Linked DNA regions of Sus scrofa: region 1 is linked to region 2. A link is a contact called in public HiChIP or PLAC-seq data. All regions are on one chromosome and are shown on one strand. Each heading gives the region's core, a stretch centred on a gene start, on an enhancer-like site or on the middle of the called end of the contact. The rest is flanking DNA. Distances are from core to core; before and after follow the strand shown. Region 1 overlaps LOC102166195 (a long non-coding RNA gene). Region 2 holds the start of PGGHG (protein-glucosylgalactosylhydroxylysine glucosidase).

What was found. HiChIP or PLAC-seq counts read pairs in DNA pulled down with a chosen protein or histone mark.
Region 1: an H3K27ac HiChIP or PLAC-seq map of skeletal muscle shows a contact between it and region 2, with 5 times the contacts expected there. The contact joins the enhancer-like site here to the promoter of PGGHG in region 2. A contact is called at or near these places in 3 of 5 promoter capture datasets (fetal liver, fetal skeletal muscle and liver), 7 of 47 Hi-C or Micro-C datasets (blood, embryonic fibroblasts, heart right ventricle and 4 more) and 1 of 2 datasets of contacts at active chromatin or transcription factors (skeletal muscle).

The regions. Positions count from the first base shown.
Region 1 is chr2:178,150-180,863 of Sscrofa11.1, forward strand. LOC102166195 (a long non-coding RNA gene) reads right to left here. Exons shown (of 4, transcript XR_002341370.1): 2 at 1,296-1,507. LOC110259204 (a long non-coding RNA gene) reads left to right here. Exons shown (of 4, transcript XR_002341372.1): 4 at 1-937. Among named protein-coding and RNA genes, the nearest start is that of B4GALNT4, 13 kb to the right of the region's middle. Within about 2 kb of position 1,297, at least 54 of the 83 cell types and tissues checked have an H3K27ac peak or open chromatin away from gene starts, as enhancers often do. A contact at or near this core is called in fetal liver, liver, mesenteric adipose tissue and 3 more, where this site is marked.
Region 2 is chr2:97,899-100,824 of Sscrofa11.1, forward strand. It overlaps PGGHG (protein-glucosylgalactosylhydroxylysine glucosidase), which reads left to right and starts at 1,356. Exons shown (of 15, transcript XM_005655041.3): 1 at 1,356-1,495; 2 at 1,585-1,644; 3 at 1,911-2,194; 4 at 2,506-2,716; 5 at 2,791-2,926. The coding sequence starts at 1,936.

The DNA.
Region 1 (2,714 bases), core at 47-2,546, 80 kb after region 2:
TGTCAAGATGTTAAGGGGGCGAAGACCCCCAGCCCCCCGCAGAGGGTCCCCACAGGGCTGCCACCTGGAGGGAGGCAGGGCCCAGCCTGGTGGACGCTGCTTCTCAGCGGGGCAGCCTGGTGGGACCTTGGCATCAGGCCACACTGGTTAAGGAAGCAAAGGCCGGGGCCTGGGGGCTGGGCCCTGCTTATCTCTTTGGAGGTTGGGAGGGGTCTTCTGGGAGGAGCTGAAAGGCAGGAGATTTCACCCACGTGCAGGCTGACAAGTGAACCTAAAACGGTTTTAGAGGACAGAGCCCCTGGTCAGGGGGAAACAACACCCCACTGCCCACAACACATCCTCGGGTGTTCCCACAGGGGCCTGCAGACCCGAGCAGAGGAATCGAAGGCTTCTGCGCCCACATCACCTTTGCCCCAAGGGCCACCTCCTACCGCCTGCAGCCCCTCTCCTCCTCCTCCTCCTCCTCCTCACCAGATGGCCCGTGGTCTAGGGAGACAGGGCACCCAGACCGCTGCCAGCAGGCTCACCGGCTCTGAGGTTCAGGCAGGCTCCAGGGAGCTGCCTTCGCAGCCGGAGGTTGGAGGGGCTCCCCAAGGCTCAGATCTGAGGGGAAATGTTGGGGCCCCACCCGTGGCCCCTTTTCTAAGCTGGGCTCCCCGTCACAAGTTCAGCAAAGGAGATGCCCCAGTCCCCGCCGCCCCCCCTCTTCCTCTGCTGGTCTCAGAGGGGAGCACGCCCACAAACCCACCCTCGCGTCTCCTGTACTTTCACCTCTTCTCACAAACAAAGCTCTGCTGCCCTCAGGGCCCGACAGACCTTTGCGCCCGCGCCCCTCCCACTTCCCGGCCTCCCGGCCTCCGGGCCTCCCCGCTCCCCCGCCTCCCGCGAGCCGGCGCCGTCACTTCGGGGAATCGGCGGGGGTGGAAGCGGCAGCCACGCCCCCGCCCTGGGTTCCCGCGCCCCCGCCCTGGGTTCCCGCGCCCCCGCCCGGTCGTGTGCTCTCCGCCCCCACCCGGGTCCCTGAGTTCCCCATCCCCACGCCCCCGATCCCCGTCCTCAGTCCCCGCGCCCCCCACCCTGGTCCCTGTGCTCCCCGTCCCTGCGCTCCCCGTCGCCGCGCGTCCTCCAGCCCCCCACCCCGGTGCCTGTGCTCCCGGTCCCCGCGTTCCCCCAGCCCCCCCCCCAGGTCCCTGCACTCCCAGCCCCAGGAATTTGCCGCCCCCTCACAGGACACCACCTGAGCCGCTTGGATGACTCAGGCCCCCCTCAGCAGCTCGCCAGATGCAAACCCTTACCTCCCGAAAGGCTCCGACCCCCGCCCCACCGCCTCCTGGAGACAGGAGCCGGGGCGCCTCCGCAGTCCTCGCCGATCACGCGTGGGCCTGCGACGCCACCTGGTGGCCTCCAGGACAAAACGCGGCTGCAGGGACAGGGAAGGGTTGCTGGACCCAAGTAGGGGTTCTTGTCTTAGCCTGGGGCTGTTGACCCAGCGCTGATGGAGAGGGACCTGCAGAGATGTGGAAGGAATGGTGGCTGGACAAGCCCTGCTGCTGTGGGGTCAGGACCAGCGTCTGCAGGAAGAGACTGCCCAGCTCCTCCAGGGAGTCCCCCAGCTGGGCAGGACACCCTGCCCTCACAAGGAGTTCGGGACATGCTGGGAGGAAGGACCAGCCCTGCCCTCAAGGAGCTTAAAGCGCAGTAGGGAAAAGACAAAAATACAAACAAATAAGCAAGCAGGAAACATCAACCACACCGCAATTTTTAAAGTTTAAAACAAGAAAGGAGGATATGGAGTTGCTACCACGGCTCACAAGTTAAGGATCCGGCATCGCCACGAGCTGCGGCATGGTCACAGATCCCACTGGGATCGCACTGCTGTGGCTGTGGGGCAGGCCCCCAGCTGCAGCTCCGATTCCACCCCTAGCCCGGGACCCTCCACATGCTGCAGGTGCGGCCCTAAAAAGAGCAACAAATAAGTAGTAGGAGGTTACGTTCGGGATTTGGTAAGCGCCAGGAGGAACACGAAGCCCTGCGACTCACACCTTGTGATGACATGGGAGGAAGTGAGGGATCTCTAAGAAAGTGCGGCTAGTGAGAGCCAGGGATGAAAGCCTCTAAGGGAGGAGCTGCGGGGAACATTCTGGCTAGAGGAGACAGCCATACAAAGGCCCTGGGGCACAGAAAGGCAGTGTATCCCTCCAGAAAAGGGAATCCAGAGAGGAAGTGGTCAGAGGCCAGATCTGGGTGGGGGCGGGGACTCAGAGCAGCCACAGGGCAGTGGCAAGGCCTGCATGATGCTGGTCGGGTCCTGGATGAGTGGTGCATGCAGGGGCTGAGCTGCCCATGACCCAGGCAGAACTGCAGCCTCACAGAGGATGCCAGGAATAAGCCTCTCTCCACTCAACAGGTGCCGATGGGAGACAGCGAGAAGTGGGGTCATGGCATACGGCCTCACACGGCAGCACCAGATCCTGCCCCGTGTCCCAGGGGTGGTGTGATGGGCGGCATGCAGTGGGTCATGTCACCGCTGAGGGACCCAGGGCTGTGGGGCAAGCAGAAAATCCACCAAGTCCCTGCTCCAGGAGGAGGCAGTCAGTGGTGGTCCTTCTGGGTCCCCTTGACTTGGCTGGGGGTGTCAGCGATGGCTACAGAAACTACTCAGCCTCAGACAGTGGACCCCACAATCTGGCCATTCAGCAAGGACACATGGGACG
Region 2 (2,926 bases), core at 106-2,605:
CCCCTTAGCCTGCTGAACCACAAAGGACCTCCCGCAATCCATTTTCAAATCCAGTTATTCATTCACAAAACAGATAAAACTTCTGCCCTCTTCGAGTGCCTTCCAGGCGGCAGACAGGGGCTGTGGAGGAAGGGAAGCAGGGCTGGGGGTGGAGCCGGGGGTTCCTCTGACCGTGAGGAGTCTGGGGACATCCAGGTGAGGATGGGGCGTGTGGGGCGGACGGAAGTGAGGGAGCGGTCTCAAGGTGCCTTGAAGAAATGGCAGTGGAGGCCGTGGAAGGGCCGTGACAGGGCGTGGCTTTGCCGGCTGGGGCGTCTACAACCTGGACTGCGTGGCTTGTCCACAACAGAAGTGCGTTTCTCACAGTCCTGGAGGACAGGCAGTCCAAGGTCGAGATGCCCGTCCATTTGGTGTTTCCTGGTTGCGGGTGGCTGTCTTCTGGCTGTGTCCAGCCAGGCTGGAAAGAGAGCAAGCTCTCGGGCCTCTTCTAAGGGCACAAATCCCATTCTTGACAATTTTTGAGCTAATTATGCCCCAAAGGCCCCAGCTCCAAGTACCTTCACACTGGGGGTTAGACTGCAACAGATGGACACACCCCGTCCCTGACTAAGTGCACACTTAGAACAGTGCAGAAGCAGCAAGGAAGCCTGGGTGGCAGCAGTGGGCTGGGGGAGGGAGCCCTGGATGGCTCATCCTGCCGCTGAGATGGGCACCACTGCACGCTCCTAGCAGACTCTGATCCCTCACAGGGTGGCTGTGGCCCTGCTAACAAGGACGGTGAGGGCCAGAGCAGGACTGCACCGACCCAGGAGGACCTCTAAGAGGGGATGGTGAGAGCCAGCCTGCTCTGGAAGGGGGCCTCCTGGACGGATGTGAGTGTGGGGACACAGGGCACCTGAGCAGCTGGACAGGTGAAGTCACCATTGCCTGTGCTGGAGGAGGCCACAGGAAGAGCAGGTTTGGGGGACACATCTGGCTGGACAAGCAGACAGCATCGTCATCTGGGTCAGATCAGGGCTAGAGAGACAAGGGCCAGACGGGGCAGGGGGACAAGGAAGGAGACAGAGACTGAGAGAAGAGGCTGGGGAGAGCCAGAAAGCCGCCCTGAGAAAGGCAGGAGGGTCTCCGGCACCGGGGTCTCCAGCCTGCCCTCTCCGTCCAGGAGCCAGGGAGGAATGGGAGCCGGGAGAGGGGCCACCTCAGCCGAAAGCCCCAGGGCCCTCTCAGATCCACCCTTTGCACTGGGCTCCTCCTGCGGGTTCCCCCAAGCCACGCCCAGCAGGTCCGTGACCCACCGGGCGGCTTTGCAGGCGGGGCGGCGGAGGCTGCATCCTGTCCCGCCCCAGGGGTGGGGAAGCGCTGAGGCCCGCCCCGCGAGGCCCTTGGACGGGGACCGCGGGGCCTTCCGGCTGACTCGGCCGCTCGGCTACTTCTCTCTCCAGTGGCGGAGGGGTGGCGCTGACCCGGCTGCAGCCCAGGGACCCACAAGGCTGCGGTGAGCCCCAGAGACCCCCACCCCAAACTCCGTCTGGCTTCCTGAGGACGAGTCCCCTGGGCTGAAGTCCCCTCTCTTCCCACCAGCAGGACAGGGCCGTGGCTGCGCCACCTGGAGAGAGCTGGAAGGGTTAGGATTGAGGTCCTCAGGTGGGAATCTGGGGACTCCGTTCGGTCCCTGGAGATCAGTACTTGGGGGTGGGGGGCGGTCGGCGAGCATCTCAGGGTGAGGGTGTTTCCTGAGGGGGCTTAAGAGTAGGAGGCCTGGAAAATCAGGGCTGCCCAAGTGGGCCCACACCCCTCCCTCCACCTGTGAGTGCCATCAGCCAAGTTCCAAGGCCGGCTTTGGGGTTTAGAGGCTGTCAGAAGAGAGCAGCCCAGCCAATTGTGGGGCCCTCTGACTCCCCCTTCTCTAGGCCGCTCCACTGAGCAAAGTGTTCCATGGAGGATGCTGGCAGGGACCCCACCGTATTCACTGCCCATTCTCTGCCCAGTGACCCCCGCCTCTTGGCCACCGTGACCAACGCCTACTTAGGCACACGCGTGTATCATGACACACTGCATGTGAGTGGCGTGTACAATGGGGCTTCGGGGGAAACGCACCGGGCCATTCTGCCCAGTCCCCTCAATGTCCAGCTGGAGGCCCCTGCAGGGGCAGGAGAGCAGCTGATCAACACCTTCGCCCTGGACACTAACACAGGTAGCCCCCGCCTACCGGGCCCCACACCTCCCACCACTGCTCCAGGTGAGTGGGAGAACCGCCAGGGGCCCCGTCCTCACTCGGGACGGCCGGCTCCCAAAGAAAGAAGGCCCTGAGCAGCCCCTTTGTGAGGTCTTTAGCCGGCGGGCCTCCTGAACGGCCAGGAGCCTGGGGCCTCCTGTGTGGCTGTAGCTCCCGGACGGCAGTTGGGGCTCCACTCCCAGCTCAAAAAGGTGGCAGCTTGGGACTGTCCTCGGCGGCCCCAAGCTGGGTGGGTGAATGGCCCTGCCCTCCCCTCCGTCCTGCCCCAGGCTCCTTTCTGCACACCCTGGAGGGCCCCAGCTTCCGGGTTTCCCAGCGCATCTGTGCCCACCGCGTGCTGCCTCACGTCCTGACCTTCAGCGTGGCCATCACCCGCCTGGCTGCGAGGAGCTGGCCCATCACAGTGCGGCTGCGGTCAGCCTTCTCCCCAGAAAGCCCCGACCTGGACCTGCACCTGGGTCCTGACTTCCAGGGAGCCCGGTGAGGAGGGGGCAGGGGGCGGCCGGGTGGCGGGAGGTGGAGCCGGTCCCTGAGACACAGCCATGCCCTTGCAGGTACCTGTATGGCCACACGCTCACCACAGAGCAGCCCGGGGGTGCCCAGCAGGAGGTGCACATGCTGTGGACACCAGTACCCCCAGCCTTGACCCTTGGGGAAGGGGAGGAGAATGGGACATGGGAGTTCCTGACG